Linked DNA regions of Mus musculus: region 1 is linked to region 2. The links are chromatin contacts, called in public promoter capture Hi-C maps. All regions are on one chromosome and are shown on one strand. The core of a region is the stretch at or near the end of the contact, and the rest is flanking DNA. Distances in the headings are between cores, read along the strand shown.

Region 1 (3,081 bases), core at 208-2,707, 370 kb before region 2:
GTCCTTTAAGGAGGTAAGGGGGAAGAAACCCCTGGGTTTTTTAAGTCCCCTTACAACAGGCATTATGTTAACACAGCCCAGGTATGCCCGGCCAGGCCTGCTACATTTAGGCAGCGGGAGCCAGAGACAGCTGTTCCATCCCAGGTAACAGAATCTATCCTAGTTCATAGAAAGTCCATCTACCCACATGAAGAGCCTCATGATACACTGTTTCCACCAGCTAAGATGTCAGCCCAAAGACGGGCACTGCAGAGCCCTGAAAAGACCTTCCTGTCCTGGCTAAGCCATCACGTATCAACCCTAAGGAATGCCCAACTTGTTGCTCCAATGCTGATTCCCAAAGAAATAAGGCCTTAGAGCCTTATCAGTGAAGGACACAACCCAAGCTTCAGAGATGCATCCTTCTGGCTCAGTTTACCTCCACAGGAGGCAAGGGGTATGTGGCTCTTCTAGTTTCCAGTTAACTGTGTTTTTCCTTTCGGTTTTTGAGACAGTCTCAATATATGTCCCTGGCCGGCTCAGAACTTGCTATGTACACCAGGCTGCTTTGGACTCAACAGAGAGATCTACCTGCTTCTGCCTCAGTCTGCAGGGATTAAAGGTGTGAGCCTCTACACCCTACAAAGTTTCTCCTTTTTATTTGCTGGGCCGCTCATGTTACTGCCATAAATCAGTTCTAGAACTGATCTGTTTCCCATTGGCCATTCAGTGATGTGGTATCTCAGACAGCAGAAGCACCTATGCTATTTAGAAGGAATGTTTTCTAAGGGAAAACCTTGCTGGCTGGAAGTCAGGCCACTTCCCTGACAGGAAACTTGTGACTTCTCTAATCCAAACAGAGGCATCTTACTTATCCTTTAAGAGGCCGGAGAGTGGATTCCAGAGGGCCCTTGCAGCCCTCACATACAAGGAGCTAAGCCAGGACACCATGTCCTCGCCCCGAGAGTGATTCAGCACCTGCCCTGTCATGCATGGTGCTCAGACAGAATGGATTTTTGGAGTACACCTGTTGTTGAACCCCTGCCAGGTACTGATGGTCACTAACCCCCAAATCACTTTCCCCCCTGCTGTTGATGCTTGGAATGTCGGACAGGACCGAGCGGCAGCCGGTGTGTATTTCAAACACAGCAGATGGATTTTTATATTAGCTCCTATTTCATGTTCAGGCAGAGCGACCGCCACACTAAAACCACACAGCCTCAGTGCCGCCGAGTTTGCTTCTGTGAGATTAATTCTGTGAAATTAATTGGGACAAGATTGAAAAGGAAATTAAAATGCAGCCGAGTGAACAGGCCTCTCAAACACCTTTTCTCTTCTCTGTTCAAACTCGAATTCTGCGGTGGTCGCCGGCATCGTGGGAAGTAATTTACGAGGGGCAGGCTCTCAGGAGTGATCCGTTACGTATGAGGAGACCTGCACCAGCGCCACAATCTGGAGCCACTGAAAAGCGCTAAACCGCCCTGCTGTGTCTGGCGCTGTGTCCTGGCTCCTCCAGGGGGAGGAAGAGAGGCTCTTACCAGCAAAAGCCGCTCAGAAATCTCTGGGCCCAAAAGGAGTGCAGGAACATCCGCTGGATGTTCACATCCGCTTCGTTATTAAAATCTTTCTCTAATATATTTTAAGATCCAAATTAGAAGTCAGCGAGTTAAGTGGGCATGAAGCGGCATGGGGCCTCGGAATGTTTGGATGTGCTGAGGGGCGGTCCGCGGGAGGGCTCTCTGCTGCTGTGTCCTTGTTACTGCTCCTGAGATGGGTACTTGGCTCAGGCCTCTTCTGGAAGAGAGCTTTGGAGACTTTCTGGTGTCAGTGATGATATTTCTAAACCACAAAGACACAGTGGATTTCCACATAGGCCTCTTCACTGGGTAGTGAGTGTTCTTACCTACGTGAGAGAACTTTATTTTGTGTCTCAACCGATGGAGCTTCTGAGAAGTTCTTGGTGTATGACCATTTTTCTCATTACATATATATATATATATATATATATATATATATATATATCCAAAAGGAATTAAATTTGTTTATATGTGTGTGCGTGCGTGTGAGTGCCACAGCTTGTGCATGCGCATGTGCCAACAGGCAAGCATGTGTCGCTCAGGGGACAACTTCTGGGAGTTGATTCTTTCTTCCTGTCATGTGGGTCCCAGGGATGGAACTCAAGGGGCAGGCGTGGTGGCAGGCATCTTCAACCACAGAGCCATCTTGCTGGCCCTCATTTTGCTCTACTGTATCAATGATTTAATGAAATCATAAGGAAATGCCCAACACAAAGGGTCCTTTTGGTGTAGTGTTAGTGGATGGGAAGGAAGAATATAGGAGTTGTCATTACTTAAGGGGTAAATATGCCTTAACATACATTCTCTGACCACAACCCTATGAATGGAAACTATCCTACTTTTTACAGATAAGGACATTAAAGCCTAGAATGTTTAAGTGACTTTTTTCTTTTTTGTTTTTTTTTTTTTTCGAGACAGGGTTTCTCTGTATAGCCCTGGCTGTCCTGGAACTCACTCTGTAGACCAGGCTGGCCTCGAACTCAGAAATTCACCTGCCTCTGCCTCCCAAGTGCTGGCATTAAAGGTGTGTGCCACCATGCCCGGCTTTTTTTTTTTTTTCAAGGTTACACAAATAACCTACCTGAGTATAGGACAAGTGGTAGGCTGTTTGGATAACTATGAAGTACATTTCTTTATCTATCTATCTATCTATCTATCTATCTATCTATCTATCTATCATGTACTATATTTATGTATGTATGTATATATATATATATATATATATATATAATGTATCGTGTATGTGTGTGTGTGTGTGTGTGTGTGTATTACAGGGCTGGAGATCTGGGTCAATGGTTAAGAGCACTGCCTACCATTCCAGAGGATCCGGTTTCAATTTCCAGCACCCATATGGTGACCCATTAACCATCTGTAACTCCAGTCTCAGAGGGTCCAAAGCCCTCTTCTGGCCTCTGAGGGCACAGACATATGTACAGACAAAATACCAATACATGTTAAATAAAACAAGCAAGCAAGCAAGCAAGCAAACATCCCCCGATCCCAGCAGGGCCATCAAGGACAGTCC
Region 2 (3,292 bases), core at 434-2,933:
GAAAGGAGAAGCCCGAAAGGATGGGCTGACTCCAGATCAAAGCCAAAAGGCCTTCCTTCGACCTCTGATGAGTTGAGTGTTCCCCAGGTCCCAAGACCTGTAGGATCCCCAGCCATCAATCATCCCTCCACCCCTAGATCTGAGAGAGAGAAAAATACATTTCCCAACTCCTGCCCAGTTTCCTGGGCAGCTCTAAACTGGTGCCTCGGCCTTGAGGAGGGTCACCAAGGCTGTGAAGTTTGGGAAAGTCTTCGAGAGAACTGGTCAAGCGTTGGAAGCCCAGTTACTTAGGAAGTTCAATTCAAGAGGTGATGGAACTGGGCGAGGCTTCTGGGGAGGTGCACGCGGACTGGTCAGAGGCATCTCCAGCGGCTTCCTTTGGGCAACCTGGGGGGCCTGCAGGCATCCTGCCCCCCTCTCGCTCGCGTTTCTTCTGCTTCATGCGCCGGTTCTGGAACCAGATCTTCACCTGCGTTTCATTGAGCTCCAGGGTGGCGGCGATCTCCACCCTCCGGGCACGGCTCAGGTATTTGTTGAAATGAAATTCCTTCTCCAGCTCCGTCAGCTGGCGCGTGGTGAAGTTTGTGCGGAGACCGCCGGGAGCGCCCAGTCCCAGCTCGGACACCTTCGCTAGGGGCGGGGCAGGGAGAAAAGCCACGTCAGTTCTCTCACCTCTTTCTCCCTCCCGTCCACTCCTCCTAGTTCAGGCTTGGTCCTCATTCATCATCTACCCAATGCAGATCCTATGTGGCATCACACACCCCCTCCATTAGTAATTACAAAATCTAGAACCAGCCTTCCGCCCATACTCACCTTCAGACAAGAAACGTGAAATACTGGTTCCAAACTGGGCGCACAGACAAGACTGCGGAGACCTCCTTCGGGAGGAGGTAGCCCCGAACTTAGCCCGTGGGAAAATATCTGCTGACTTGAACCCGGAAAGTACTTACCTGCCAGTAAAAGCAGCTGAAGGAATGAATGAAGCCCTGGCTCAGGCCCCTCTGTGTATGCCCGAGCCAAGGAGAGGAAGTGGCTCCTCTGAGCCCTACCTGTCTTAGGTGGGTTTCTCTTGACCTTCATCCAGTCGAAGGTCCGGGGAGTGAGAGTGCTGGGTTCTGACGAGCAAGGCGATTCCTTGTCCTCAGAGAGGAGGTCGTAGGCTGATGCAAAGGTTGCGGTCTGCTCAGTTCCGTATGGGGGCTGCGGCGGAGGATATGGCCCTGAGCCGACTCCACCCGCTCCATAGCTGTCGGGCAACCCCCCTAGCTGGGCTCCGTAGCTCGACGGATGAAAATAGCTTCCATCTCCTTCCGACTGACCCACAGAATAATACTGAGAAGGCCCATAGCTGGGGTTGCAGGCGGCTGGGGCGTACCCCGAGGGAGCGGGGCTGGGAAAGGACACCCCCAGGGATGACGGCGGCTGCTGGACAGGATACCCCGAGTTTTGTTGGAGCGCTGAGCTAGGCAGCCCTCCACCATAGCGGCTCTCCCCTGCGTAGCTGTCAACGGCCGGAGCTGAGCAGGGGGGAAAAGAGGTTGGGGCGCTGTAGGCGCTGGGTCCCCGGTTACAAAGTGGGTACTCTAAAAAGGAACTCATCCTATTATAGTCCATGTAGAGGCCGAAGGAGGGTCGGGCCGTTTGGGGGAGACACCCTCTTGCCCTACAACCTTTCGGCAGTATGTCACAGAGCTGAAGCTTGAGCCCATGGCCCGGGCCAGCTTGGCCCCGCCAGCGATCCCCTAGGAAGGGGCTAGGGAGTGGGGGTGGGGGGGCACATGTGATCTCTCCCAGGCCAATGGGCTAAGCGGGCCAGAGTTTGGCAGTCCCAGCGCCCATCCATCACCCCCCAATCATTAGCATGACAAAGACACTTCAATCACTCTGAGCCCATCCATCTGAGAGCGACATGGAAGCGTCAAAAACATCTTTCTTCAAAGACTTTTTGGAAAGAAGGGACCAGAGGGAGGGGGGGGAGAAGTTGGAAGAATATTCAAGACTTTTACTCCCCTCCCAACCCCCCAAGGCCTTCAATAGGTTCTTGGATTATTAGATTTGGCCAAATTCAACCCAGCTGCCCCTCACTCTCTTCTCCCCTCAAAGAAGCCTACCCCCACCCCAAGGCTGTAGGGCTAGAGACTGGAGAGCCAGACTCCTTACTTATCCCAGAACCCCCATTCCATGTTTCTTTCTCCCAGTTTGTCTTGGGATGGTGTTCTAGGACAGCCTGGTTAGGTCTGTTATCTTGGGACAAAAGGATGACTAGGAAGGGAGAGGGAGACTGTAAAAACACCTCAGGGTGTGAGCCAGGGGTCTAAAATCCAGAAGAATTCATGACAAATCAAGAGGAGGGAAAACGATGGCATTTCAAGGGAACAGGAGAAGGGAAATGGAAAGGTGGAGGGAAGATGAGGGACGCCTCTCTCCATCTCTCTGCATAAACGCTCTCTCCTCATTCGCGAGGCCATTTCTCTCCCTCAGCCTCTCTTTATATTCCCTCTGTCTCCATTCATCTCTGTGTTCGTCCATCTCTCTCCATATTTATATTCGCTCCCTACCTATCCATCAACTCATCTCTCTAGATGTATTTATCCTTTCTCTAGCCATCCGTAGCTGTAGCTGGCTCACTCACTCAGACTTAAATAACTCCCTATATCTCTCCAGAGAGCAGCAATGAAGAGAGCCAGGTGATATTTACAGATGGGTGAGAAGGAAGCGAATTTTTATTCTCTTTTCAAAAGTGTTCAAAACTAGTAAAGATCCTCTGCACTTCTCTGGTCTCCTCCCTGACACCCCTCCATTATCTTTAGTTTCCCTAAAAGTTTCTTTTTTTAAGTTCCAAGCCTCAAATACATAAATCCAAGGCTAGTTAAGTCTCAAAGACTATCCAAAATTTCCATGCATGTTCTAGAATAGATAAAGGGAGTTTAGTTTGCTCAGAGAATGGGAGAATTGGTGTAGAGCTTCTAAACTAAGGCTTAGAAATGGATCTCTCTCTCTCTCTCTCTTCCTTCCTTTCTCTCTCTCTCTCTCTCTCTCTCTCTCTCTCTCCCACTCTCTCTCTCTCTCTCTCTCTTTCTTTCTTTCTTCCTTTCTCTTGGGTTAAGATCAAGGGAGGGAAAACAGGAAGAGCCTTGCTCACTCTCTGAAATGCAGCAGGCAGTTTGGAATTAGAAGAGATGCTCTTGGGTAGTAGAGCTCATTGATGTCTCCTCCTCCAGACTCTGAAGACAAGAATCCAACACCCACTCTCATTTGTAACTTGTCAGGGTGTCTGCCTGGCCACAGGCCT

What was found. Promoter capture Hi-C pulls out the DNA fragments that hold promoters and counts their contacts.
Region 1: a promoter capture Hi-C map of embryonic stem cells shows a contact between it and region 2, with 4 times the contacts expected there. The contact joins the enhancer-like site here to the promoter of Hoxb1 in region 2. A contact is called at or near these places in 17 of 39 promoter capture datasets (the 3T3-L1 cell line, the C10 cell line, the HPC-7 cell line and 9 more), 3 of 484 Hi-C or Micro-C datasets (the G1E-ER4 cell line and embryonic stem cells) and 10 of 115 datasets of contacts at active chromatin or transcription factors (astrocytes, differentiating embryonic stem cells, embryonic basal ganglia and 7 more).

The regions. Positions count from the first base shown.
Region 1 is chr11:96,734,492-96,737,572 of GRCm38.p6, reverse strand. The region is part of intron 10 of Skap1 (src family associated phosphoprotein 1); the gene reads right to left. Among named protein-coding and RNA genes, the nearest start is that of Snx11, 42 kb to the left of the region's middle. Within about 2 kb of position 1,457, at least 24 of the 459 cell types and tissues checked have an H3K27ac peak or open chromatin away from gene starts, as enhancers often do. A contact at or near this core is called in hippocampal neurons, where this site is marked.
Region 2 is chr11:96,364,149-96,367,440 of GRCm38.p6, reverse strand. It overlaps Hoxb1 (homeobox B1), which reads right to left and starts at 1,683. Exons shown (of 2, transcript NM_008266.5): 1 at 1,050-1,683; 2 at 1-630. The coding sequence starts at 1,614. The coding sequence ends at 302.